2 separate regions of the Pan troglodytes genome follow, and region 2 is linked to region 1. Evidence: chromatin contacts called from public HiChIP or PLAC-seq data. All regions are on one chromosome and are shown on one strand. Each heading gives the region's core, a stretch centred on a gene start, on an enhancer-like site or on the middle of the called end of the contact. The rest is flanking DNA. Distances are from core to core; before and after follow the strand shown.

The links. HiChIP or PLAC-seq counts read pairs in DNA pulled down with a chosen protein or histone mark.
Region 2: a contact with region 1 is called in an H3K4me3 HiChIP or PLAC-seq map of stem cell-derived excitatory neurons, with 4 times the contacts expected there. The contact joins the promoter of PXN here to the promoter of RPLP0 in region 1. A contact is called at or near these places in 1 of 7 Hi-C or Micro-C datasets (induced pluripotent stem cells) and 1 of 1 datasets of contacts at active chromatin or transcription factors (stem cell-derived excitatory neurons).

The regions. Positions count from the first base shown.
Region 1 is chr10:127,000,410-127,003,451 of NHGRI_mPanTro3-v2.0_pri, reverse strand. It overlaps RPLP0 (ribosomal protein lateral stalk subunit P0), which reads left to right and starts at 1,412. Exons shown (of 8, transcript XM_063785093.1): 1 at 1,412-1,717; 2 at 1,969-2,070. The coding sequence starts at 2,017. LOC104001712 (a long non-coding RNA gene) reads right to left here and starts at 1,508. Exons shown (of 4, transcript XR_010147801.1): 1 at 1,381-1,508.
Region 2 is chr10:127,064,611-127,067,652 of NHGRI_mPanTro3-v2.0_pri, reverse strand. PXN (paxillin) reads left to right here and starts at 1,411. Exons shown (of 11, transcript XM_509424.8): 1 at 1,411-1,580. The coding sequence starts at 1,568. It overlaps LOC101059613 (nucleoside diphosphate kinase, mitochondrial), which reads right to left and starts at 1,569. Exons shown (of 3, transcript XM_003952321.6): 1 at 1,261-1,569; 2 at 932-1,065. The coding sequence starts at 1,569.

The DNA of each region.
Region 1 (3,042 bases), core at 163-2,662:
ATTTAATACATAATTCCATAGGTTTTAGTGAAAAAAAAAAAAAAGAGATCTCAGGGTTGGGCAAGATGTCTCATTCTTGTAATCCCAGCAATTTAGGAGGCCAGGGTGGGAGGATTGCTTGAGCCCAGAAGTTTGACATCAGCCTAGGCAACATGGCAAGACCCCATCTATACAAAAAGTACAAAAAATTAGCTTGGCGTGGTGGTGTGCGCCTGTAGTCCTAGCTACTTGGGAGGCTGAGGTGGGAGGATCACTTCAGCCTGGGAGGTCAAGTCTGCAATGAACTGAGATTGCTCCACTACACTCTAGCCTGGGCAACGGAGTGAGACTGCTTCTCAAAAAAAAAAAAAAAAAAAAAAAAAGATTTGATGGAGGTGAATTATTCTGTGGATGTTTGTTGGCTAGTTTTCTAGGAAGAGGGAATGGCTAATGCAAGAGCCCCCAAGTAAAGCCTGCTCTGGAAAAGCAGCAGAGCATCATCTGGGTAGAAAGCAAGTAAGTGAGGAGGAAAACATCTGAGATGATCAGAGTGGGCGTGAGGGACAGATAGGTAAGGGCCTTGTAGGTACTTTAGGTTTTAGATTTTTACTCTGTAGAAAACGGAAAGTTTTAAGCAGATAAGGAGATGAGCTGACTTAGGTTTTTTTTTTTTTTTTTTTTTGAGATGGAGTCCCTCTCTGTCACCCAGGCTAGAGTGCAATGGTGTGATCTTAGCTCACTGCAGAGCTCACAGCTCCCGGGTTCAAGCGATTCTTCTGCCTCGGCCTCCTGAGTAGCTGGGATTACGGGCATGCGCCACCCCACCTGGCTAATTTTTGTATTTTTAGTAGAGACGGGGTTTTGCCATGTTGGCCAGGCTAGTCTCGGACTCCTGACCTCAGGTGATCCACCCGCCTCGTCCTCCCGAAGTGCTGGGAGTATAGGCGTGAGCCACCGCGCCCGGCCAGGTTTTAAAGGATCCCTCTGTTTTGGTAGGCGGAAAAACTAGAGAAGACGAGAGACCATTCTGAGGCCGGGCGCGGCGGGTCACGCCTGTAATCCCAGCACTTTGGGAGGCCGAGGCGGGCAGATCACAAGGTCAGGAGATCGAGACCATCCTGGAGAACATGATGAAACCCCGTCTCTACTAAAAATACAAAAAAAAAAAAAAAAAAAAAATTAGCCGAGCACGGTGGCGGGCGCCTGTAGTCCCAGCTACTCCGGAGGCTGAGGCAGGAGAATGGCGTGAACCCGGGAGGCGGAGCTTGCAGTCAGCCGAGATGGCGCCACTGCGCTCCAGCCTGGGCGACAGAGCGACACTCCGTCTCAAAAAAAAAAAAAAAAAAGAGAAACCATTCTGTTTCTAAGCATGTGCAATTATGTCTCAGCTCCACGTCATACCTTTTAGTTTGCTGAGCTCGCCAGGTGGCACAGGGAACCGGGACTCCGAATTCTGAGCTCCAGCTCCAGCCCAGCAGGTGGCAGCAGCTCAGAGCAAGCTCCTCCAACGCGAGGCAGCGCCTTCCTTCGCGACCCTACTTAAAGGCGGCTTTCCGTTGGCTGGAGTGGCAGCGATATTATCCAATGGTTGCCTGTATTCGTTCAGCTTTGTCGGATGGGCGATGGCGCAGCCAATAGACAGGAGCGCTATCCGCGGTTTCTGATTGGCTACTTTGTTCGCATATAAAAGGCACGCGCGGGCGCGAGGCCCTTCTCTCGCCAGGCGTCCTCGTGGAAGGTTCGTGTGCTAGTTAGATGGGCGCCAGGGGTCGCCGGCGGGAAGCATGGAGGGGTCTTTGGGGGCCTTTGGGAACATGGAGTCCTATTCTGTTCCGCCTGGGGCCTCGGTGGCGGCTTGCATGCCCCGAGATGACGGCCGCTGCCCTAGGCAGGGCCGGCGGGCGATTGCGCGTGTCCTGCTCCTCTTAGGCCCGGGACCGCGGGATGGGTGTCGGCGTGACCAGGTCTGAGCTCCCTGTCTCTCCTCAGTGACATCGTCTTTAAACCCTGCGTGGCAATCCCTGACGCACCGCCGTGATGCCCAGGGAAGACAGGGCGACCTGGAAGTCCAACTACTTCCTTAAGATCATCGTAAGTGCAGGGTGGGTCGCCTCTGCCCTTCATGTTGCCCCAGCGCAAATAGGGACAGTCAGCTGCTATGTGCTGAGGGTCTACTCACACCGGCTACTGAATTAGGCCATTTTTGGGAAAATACTGTTCAGTTAACAATTTCCTGAGATAGGTCCCTTCTGTTGCAGATAAACGGGCTCAGGCAAGTTAAGTGGGTCCTAAGATGACAGCATTCATATCCAGGTCTGTCTGGCTTCCAAAAGAGCGCGCTTTATACATCTTTTTTTTTTAAACGGAGTCTCGCTCTGTTGTCCAGGCTGAAGTGCAGTGGCTTGATCTTGGCTCACTGCAACCTCCGCTTCCCAGGTTCAATCGATTCTCCTGCTTCAGCCTCCCGAGTAGCTGGGATTACAGGGGCGCGACACCACACCCAGCTAATTTTTGTATTTGCAGTAGAGACAGGGATTCACCATGTTGGCCAGGATGGTCTCGATCTCTTGACTTCATGATCCACCTTCCTCGGCCTCCCTAAGTGCTAGGATTACAGGTGTGAGCCACCGCGCCTGGCCGCACATTACAGTTTTACTCCATTTTTGAGAAGGTCTGAGGTCAGGAATGACTCATTGTAAGGAAGCAAGCTGTTGCATATTTAGGACCTGTCAGCCAAGAAACTTAAGTGTCCAATGACTTTTGGATGGCCTTTGAGGTGGGTCTCCCTTGCCCAGAAATGCTGACTGTACTGCGCTTAAGCAATTAGGCAGCATTGTAGAGCATAGCTTGTATTACATTTTCCCACACTTAGAAGGTTTTCAGACACAAAACCCAAAGGAATTGTGTAACAATCCGGATAAACACGCCTAGATTGTTTTTACAAATAATAATGTTGCTATATTTGCTTAACGTGGTGCTTTTAATGCTGTGAATCTAGCCCTCCTCTTGACCAACTTACTTGGAACATTCCTTTTTTATCCTGTTAACCATTTTAGTGAATCA
Region 2 (3,042 bases), core at 162-2,661, 64 kb before region 1:
GGAGATCACCTGAGATCAGGAGTTCAAGACCAGCCTGGCCAACATGGTGAAACCCCATCTCTACTAAAAATACAAAAATTAGCCAGGCATGGTGGTATGCGCCTGTAATCCCAGCAGGAGGCAGGAGAATCACTTGAACCTGGGATGCGGAGGTTGCAGTGAGCTGAGATTGCACCACTGCACTCCAACCTGGGCGACAGATTGGGACTCCATCTCAAACAAAAACAAAAACACAAAAACTAAAACAAAATAGAGGTATGTGCAAGATGCTGGAAAAGCACGCAATAGAGTGTTTGAGGAACAGTCTTTGGTCTTGAATTTATTATAGGAGAATGTGGCAGCCACAGAAGCTGCTTGGATCTGCCTTTATAAAATGACTGAACATGGTGGGAGCATTGGAACCCGGATACTTCTGCCCAAGGAGACTTCTCATTTTTTTTGTCCTGGAATTCCCTGATGGGTTGACCTGTTTGTCAGATCTGAGTCTCCTTGCCCAACCCTGCTTATTTCCCCTTCTCTGTCACGGGCATTACCCCTAGCTTTATCTCAGCATCTCATCTGCTTTCTGGAGGACCTGATCTGACCCAGAAGGCCTGGATTCTTGAGGGACAAGGGGAACTTGAAGCTGTACTTGCAGAGCAGTTTTATATAAAATCCACAAACTGCCATCACCCATCCCAACGGGTAGGGAAGTACCTCTAGGAGGATTAATTTAGAGAATAGCTATATAGTGTCTGTCTATTCAGACACTCAATAAATGGTAGCTGTTATTATTACCCAATTTCCGAGTGGGTGGGAGCACTGGGTGTGACTTTCCTGTAGTTTTCCCTTTAATGTCTAATCTGGGGTCCCCTCTGCCCCATGCAGTTTTGGAAAAGTGTCTAGGGAGGGTGGCTGTGTGGAAGTAATATTAAGAGAGATGGAACCACACAGGTATTGGGTTTGGGCCAGAAAGGGTGAACTGCGAGCTGCACTGCCATTGATCCAGAGGACGACCCCAGGAAAGGTCAGCCACGGGCTCCGGGCCTTGCCTGGTACTGATTTATGGTCCTCCTGGGTGGTGACCTACAGGTGACAGACGGACAGGTGGGCAAAACTGACTGTCCAGTGGACAGGCATGTGATGACCCAGTGGCTGACGAATGCACAGACACATGGCTGACTGTGGACGGATTTGTCATCCGCAGGGTCAGGCAAGTGACTTTGAGAGGGACAGAAAGATGGATGGGAGTGGCTGGAGGCCTGGGAGCCGCCCACCTGCCCCCTTAGCCGCGAGGGGGCGCCACCGCCCCGCCCAGCGACGCCCACTGCCCGGGCTCTTGGCGGGGGCGGGACCAGCGTGCGCAGGGGGCGGGGCCAGCAAGCTCGCGGGGTGTCCGGGGGCGGGGCGCGCGTGCACAAGGGGGCGGCCGGGGGCGGGGCGCGCGGCGGGCGAGGGCGCGGGCGCGCGCGGCGGCGGCGCGTTCCGTTCCGGGCCAAGCCTCGCGGCGGAAAAGTTGCGGGGCATAGAGGAGCGGCCCCGGGACGGGCAGCTAGCGCGACCCTGAGCCGGCGCCCGTGGTCCGGCCATGGACGACCTCGGTGAGTGAGCGGGAGGCCGAGGGAGGAGGAGGCGAGAGGCGCGCAGCTTGGGGCCAGGAGGGCGCCAGCGAGCGGCAGGGGCCGCGGGATCCCACCCTCGGCGGCCCCGGCCTCAGCTCCCGTCCCTGCCGGCCGGGGCTCCGCGGGGCTGGGATCCCTAACCGGGCCTTAGTCCCGGGCCAGGCCGGCCCCGGCACCGACAGCACAGCAGCGACCCCCCGTCTGGGACGGCTTCACCTCTGGACCCCCGACCTCGGGGACCCATCACCATCTCCCAGAAGGGCCCCAGGGACCAGCCCGCCCCGCAGGGACCCACCCCGTCCGCTGCAGGGACGAGACTTCCTGCGGCAGACCACCTCGTCAGCTACGGGACCCTCACCTCGCAGACCTCTCCCCACCCCCACCTCACAGATCGACCGCCCAACTCGGGGAGCAGCTGCCCGATCTCATGGGCTGCTCCCTCATTTCCTCGACCTGCTCCCCGTCCCTCCAGGGCCGCCCCCCACTTCACAGACTAGCACCCCCCTTCAGGGATAACCCCTCGGAGCCCACCCCTTTCATTTCACAAGTCAGATGCAAAAGCTAGAGATGAGCGTGTGATGACCACACCCCCATTTCAAAGACAAGTTTCCCAGTCTGCCTGCTCTTCTGACCCCCCACTTCAAATCTGGTCACCCTGTTTCAAGGACCCATCACTCATTTTCTCTCACTGACCTCCCCGCTCTGTGGACCAGCCCCTCAATTCACAGACCAGTCCGTCTTCCATGGTATCTCAGTCTAGAACGGTAATTTGGGAGTCCTGATTCTCTCCCCACCCCTAGATTCTGGTGAAATGCCAGGGGAATGAGGTGGAAGGTGGGCCCCAAGGTATGACCATCCCTGAACGTGTCCTGGCTAGCAGGGTCCCCTCCACCCTCTCTGCGTCAGGCCCTGCTGGAAGCCACGCAGGTGAAAGAGGACAGGATGCCCAGAACAGAGTTTTACTGTTTTCCTGTTATTGGAGCCCCAAGGTTACTCTTTTCAGTCCAGTCTTGATCTGGTGTTAGGGGAAAGAAAGTATCTCCTGGAAGCCGACTCTAAACCCAAGGGGGTTGGTGCCAGGGTTCTAGGAATGCCTTGGGTGGCGTGAACGCAGGAGTGGGAGGATTCGCTGTCTCTCCCTTCCCTTCACGCCTGTAGCTGGAGGGCCCTGAGCTTGGGAGGTGAGGAGGGGGGCAACGTTTCTTCTCTGTAGGAGCCTTGTCTTTCCTCTCTGGACTGTGGGTGGCTTGTGTGACCACTGATGCTTCCTCTGTCCCAGGCTCTGAGGAGTAGATTCAGCAGACAGGACTGATGGACCTCTACCAAGCAGCGCCGGCACTAAGTTAAGACTGGCTATTTGTAGGTGCTGGACTTGACTGCTTCCCTCCAGCTTCCTTTTGGGATCAGGGTGCCCCTGAGATCCTGGAGCTGGGGTTGGTGT